Regions from separate parts of the Mus musculus genome. Here region 1 is linked to region 2. Evidence: chromatin contacts called from public promoter capture Hi-C data. All regions are on one chromosome and are shown on one strand. The core of a region is the stretch at or near the end of the contact, and the rest is flanking DNA. Distances in the headings are between cores, read along the strand shown. Region 1 holds the start of B230323A14Rik (RIKEN cDNA B230323A14 gene). Region 2 holds the start of Anxa2 (annexin A2).

Region 1 (2,700 bases), core at 140-2,639, 310 kb before region 2:
GCTTCGAAACTGTGGTTAATGAAGTTATGTGAGTAGGGATGTGTGTGTGTGTGTGTGTGTGTGTGTGTGTGTGTGTGTGTGTGTGTGTATGTGTGTGTGTGCGCGCGCTCGGAAGCTGAAAGGTTTTCTTGCTATTCACAGACTAATGCTCTACTGTCACTCAAAGTGTAACAAACGTCACACTACAACTATCAGTCTGCTCCTATGGGGGAGGGGGAGGAAGAAAGAAAAAAGGAAAAAGAGGTTTTCGGAGTTTAAAGACAGTTCTGTTAGGCTGTAGGTATTAAGTATTTAACCTAGTGGCATGGGGTTCTTTTTAAAACCACAAAGGCCCCCGGAAAGCGCTGAAAAGCGTGGAACTCCTGGCTTGTACTCATTGCGTGCAAGCCGAAGGGTTGAGTCGCGGTTTATTCCCTAACAGTTTGATGAAGACGGCGACGACGAAGAAGAAGATGATGATGATAATGATACTAATGATTCATTTAATCCTCACAAGGCAAATATGAACTCGAAGGAGCCCGCTATTCTCTCCAGGCCTGGTGCCACGTGCCCCCCCCCCCCCCAAAAAAAAAACCTCGCTGGTCTCAGCAGGCACTGTTTGTCTTTTCATGGAGTTCTAAACTCTAAAGAAACTATTCCCATGTAAAAAGGGGGAGGGGTCTGCAAAATGCTGACCCGCTAACTTCCAAGAAACCTCAGACTTCGCAAGCACCTGGAAAAAGGAGACCCGGAAGCCATAGCGTACATTGGACAAACTCCCGCCCTCCCCAGGCCCACACGCTGCCTTGCCTCAATTTACCCTGAACGTCCTTGTGCCCATTAAATCTCTGAAAAACGTATTAAAGCAGAACCTAATACATTCATCCATTCTTTTCAAAGAACAAAAAACAAAAAACAAAAACCCCAAACTTACCTTGGCCTGGAGAGATGGCTCAGCCGTTAAAGGCTAGGCTCACAACCAATATATATATATTGAATATATATATATTCAAAACGGACTTATCCACCCAGCTGTCCAAATATATCTATCTATATGCGTCTATTAACTTTACCACCTTTTTAAAGCGACAGACAAATTTCTACCTGCCTCTTGCAGGACTGGGGGTGGGATTGCGAGGTAGGTTTCCATTTGAACAACCCATCCAATCAACCCCGCGCAGTGGCAACCAAAGTAGAAAGGTCGCCCTTCAGGAGAAAGCCTGTGCTATAAGTTAGCTAACAATACAAACCCGACACAAAGCAAAGGAAACAGAATACCCCAGCCGAGCAATTTCCATGTCAAACACCACCGGCGCGGCAGATAGCTCAGAGTGAGTGGTCACCTGCCAGCCGGCTCCGCGCGCTGCTCCGCTCATACCTTCCCATTGCGCACACCGGTAGGCGCTGCCCGCTCCCCGCGGGCGGCAGAGGCTCTTCCCGGTCTCCCAGTCTTCGGCTGGAAGTGATTCCTATTGGCCAAGGTGTCCATGTAAATAGGTGTGAAAGAAACCAGCGCTGGCCAGGCTCTCTCTCCTCTCCCTCAGTCCCCTCCCTCTGCAGCCCCCGCTCCCCCTCCTTTTCCTCCTCCTCCCAAGGCGATTGTCATACGATAGCTAAGAAGTGGCACATTAATGAAGCGCCGCTACAGGGGTCTTTTCTGCTCCTGTCACCGCTTAAAACTATCAGATGGTTCGAGGGTGGACATGGAGGCAGCCACCTAGCTCAGCGGAACCACGAACACCACAGCAGCGTCCTCTGGATCCCTGAGGCGGCGTCTGCCACTGTCCTCACGGGCACTCCGCAGCCGAGTTCGGTCTCCCAGCAGGGCGCACGACCCACGAGCGCGCTGCGCAGCCCGCGGAGAGGAGCTCTACCGGGCTGAGTCCAAGCCTAGCTGGCAGCGAGTCTCACTGCTCCCCGACGCTGCGCTCCGGTCGCGCGCAGGGAGGGACTCGGCCACCAGCCACGCCATCCCGGATGCGGACCGGCAACTTGGAACAACTTTAAGGTGAGCATCTATCTCTCTGTCCCCTCCCCTGAATCCAGGTCCTACCTACTTTCCTGCAAACCTCTCTGCTGCTCTCGGTCTTCCCCTCTCCACTTCCCCTAGCTGAGTCTTACCCAGTTTGGTGCGCAAAGTTGCTGGCACCCGAATCCCCTCTTCCCCACCCCCTATATCTGTGACTCGGCCTGAGTGACCTCGCCAGTGTCTCTGCACCTATGCTGCCCTTCTCCATCACCTCCCCCCTTCTCAGATTCGACCAGTCCTCCGGGCCGCGCGGACCCTGAGCAAGTGGCCAAGCAAGAAGATGCCTCGGCCGGGCCGCAACACGTACAGCGACCAGAAGCCGCCCTACTCATACATCTCGCTGACCGCCATGGCCATCCAGAGCTCTCCGGAGAAGATGCTGCCGCTCAGCGAGATCTACAAGTTCATCATGGACCGCTTCCCCTACTACCGGGAGAACACGCAGCGCTGGCAGAACAGCCTGCGCCACAATCTCTCCTTCAACGATTGCTTCATCAAGATCCCGAGGCGGCCAGACCAGCCGGGCAAGGGCAGCTTCTGGGCGCTGCATCCCAGCTGCGGGGACATGTTCGAGAACGGGAGCTTCCTGCGGCGTCGCAAGCGCTTCAAGGTGCTCAAGTCAGACCACCTGGCGCCCAGCAAGCCGGCGGACGCCGCGCAGTACCTCCAGCAGCAGGCTAAGCTGCGGCTCA
Region 2 (2,700 bases), core at 136-2,635:
TGTTTCAGGCTGAGGATCTTGAATTCCAAGAGTTTATGGTTGCTTTTAAGGGCTGGAGTTGAATATGGCATAATAGTTCACACATGAATAGCTTTTTCAAGTTCTGGGAATGAAGTTCAACCTACTACGGTACTCTACCAATTACCAATAAGCTTGATCGTGATCATAAGCTCATGGTTTTTTTCTTTTCTCTCTCTCTCTCTCTCTCTCTCTCTCTCTCTCTCTCTCTCTCTTTTTTTTTTTTTTTTTTTTTTTTTGGTAGTTGGGTTTTTCCCCCTACAGGAATCTCACTTACTATGTAGCTCAGGTCGGATTCAAAAGGGATCTTGCTGCTCCAGTCTTCTGAGTGTTGAGATTACGGCTCTGTCTCAAGTAACAGTTATTTTGTTGCCTTTGCTTTGCTTTTACATTTGCATGACACTGTTTCAGTACGCTTTATTTAGCTATTTTTGAATGAACTTGTTTTCGGAAACCTTCAATAACTCAGTGTGAGTGGCGCTATCAACAGCAGAGTTCGGAAACCACTTTCATAGATAAAGAAACTTCTCCAACCACAGCCCTCCGCGCCAGCTTTGGAACCTGAGGCCCAGGAACCACGCCCTTTTCTATAGACCCTATCAACTGATTCATGGTGGCATCAGCACAGTCAAGGCAACGTTCCCTACAACCACCCGGGGACACTTCCTTCTGCACACATTCTAAGCGAGCCACAAACTCCCCAGAAGAAATGAAGTCTGAGGTCGCTGACCTAGCAGACAATCTAGCGTTCATGACGAAGACTGAGTTGAGATTGTAAAGAAGGGCACCCAGTAGTCAAGACTTGAGGTTCTGGTGCCCCCTGGACCTCCCCCAGGTACCCTGCTCCGACTCCACAAAGGCACGTCCCTCAGTTGCAAGGAAATTCACCTGAAATTGCAGAAGTTACGGTCCAGAGTGAGAGAACGCAGTGCGGAAAGCGAAGTGGGACTTCTCACTGCTGGGCCGGAGGCTCCCCCAGCGGCCACACCCAGTCCCCCTCCTGACATCTAGCACGTCTGGAATGCCGCCCCCTCGGCTCCCCGCCCCACAAAGGGTCTCCCCGTTCCGAGGAAACCTCAAGGGGAAGCACGCCCCGACCCCTGCGCCCCGACCCCTCAGGAGAGTGGCATGCAAAGAGCACGGTCACTTGCGGGACACTTTGCAACTCTGTTGCAGGGCCTCGCAGATCACCGGGTGGAGTGGGTCCCTCTCCGTGCCTCCCGGGGTCCCCATCGCCGGAGCCTGCCCGCTCCCCGTTCAGCACCGCAACCCCGAGGCCATAGCGGGCGACCGGGCCGCGCCCCACTTACCTGGGCCGGGCACGTATCGCTGAGAGCCTCCCTTGAAGCGGAGCAGCCCGGCTGGGCTGGGTGGGGCTTTTATACCCGCCCCATCCTCCCAGCGCGAGGCCGCCCCACATCCCCTCCCTCCCCGGCCTGTTCCCACCCTGCTGGGTGACTCATCCAACTTGGAACGTAGCCCAAGCCCAGTCCTGCCCTACGTGACAGCTCCACCGCCTCCCCAGGCCCTACAAGTATCCACCCATTTCCCCCGCCCAAATCCCCTTACTCCTAGAGTACAGGGCCCTGCTCAGGCTGGCTCTGGGTTATTAAGATTTCAGCTGCTTGGCTTGCCCAACTCACTTCTTTTGCTTTTAAAAGGCTTCTAGGCAGCGAGGTAATGGAGGGTAGAATTGTTTCAAGGCGCATATATTTGGATTCCTCTGAACTGGGCCGTTGGCACCCAGCTCTCCATCACTGTCTGCAAACATATTAGCTTAACCTCTGGTCACCAGCTGGAGCAGTGTGAGGAGGGTGTTCGCTTGGCCCTGCTTTACACAGTCTACTCCGCCTTGTAAATCAAAGCGGAGAGGCCTCTAACCAGCTAGGGAGACTAAGAGGTAAGGCTAGAAGGTACCTCCTTCCCCCAGTACTCCAATACACCCCAGGTCCTACGGTCTTTTCCTAATTGTAGGTTATTGAAGGTTTTTCCCCCTTCTCATTCCTTGACAAACTGTTTCTCTGGGTCATATTGTTTCTTTTCTAGCTTGCTTTTCCAGGAAACAACGCAGTAGTGAACTGTGTTTGTGGGTGACTGTTCACACCGCATTAAACTTCAAGCTAGCAAGAGAGCTGGAAATACCTTAAACACTAGTTTTGGTTCTTTTGTTTTGTTTTGTTTTGTTTTGTTTTTGTTTTTCAAGGCAGGGTTTCTCTGTATAGATCTGGTTGTCTGGAGACTAGGCTCGTCTGGAATCAGAGATCTGCCTGCCTCTGCCTCCCCAGTGCTGGAATTAAAAGTGTACACCACCACCGCTGCCCAGTCACACTAGGTCTTTCAACTCCGTCCTTGCAGAGTCTACCTCTCTGCTTTCTCTAGGTTCTAACGATTCTCTTCCATCTAGTTGTGTGTGCTTGTGGTTCACTCGTATCACACGTGGTCACGTGTATCACACATGACCTGCAAGGCGCTGTCAGCCTCTAGGATGCTGTCCCTTCAGAGCACCCACCTTGGCCCAGCTTGTTATTTGAGACAAGGTATCTCTTTGGCCTGGAGCTCACAAATTAGGCAAGATTGGTTGGCCAAAAAGCCTTCTACCTGAACTTGGAACAGAACTCAGGTTCTTAAGCTACAAGATCTTAGGCCACTATCTTCCCAGCCCTGGTCCCTTCTGATATCAAC

The links. Promoter capture Hi-C pulls out the DNA fragments that hold promoters and counts their contacts.
Region 1: a contact with region 2 is called in a promoter capture Hi-C map of embryonic stem cells. The contact joins the promoter of B230323A14Rik here to the promoter of Anxa2 in region 2. A contact is called at or near these places in 2 of 39 promoter capture datasets (cranial neural crest and embryonic stem cells) and 3 of 484 Hi-C or Micro-C datasets (all in embryonic stem cells).

What each region holds. Positions count from the first base shown.
Region 1 is chr9:69,759,835-69,762,534 of GRCm38.p6, reverse strand. B230323A14Rik (RIKEN cDNA B230323A14 gene) reads right to left here and starts at 1,389. Exons shown (of 5, transcript NR_040765.1): 1 at 1,323-1,389. It overlaps Foxb1 (forkhead box B1), which reads left to right and starts at 1,595. Exons shown (of 2, transcript NM_022378.3): 1 at 1,595-1,987; 2 at 2,235-2,700. The coding sequence starts at 2,289.
Region 2 is chr9:69,452,368-69,455,067 of GRCm38.p6, reverse strand. It overlaps Anxa2 (annexin A2), which reads right to left and starts at 1,385. Exons shown (of 13, transcript NM_007585.3): 1 at 1,329-1,385.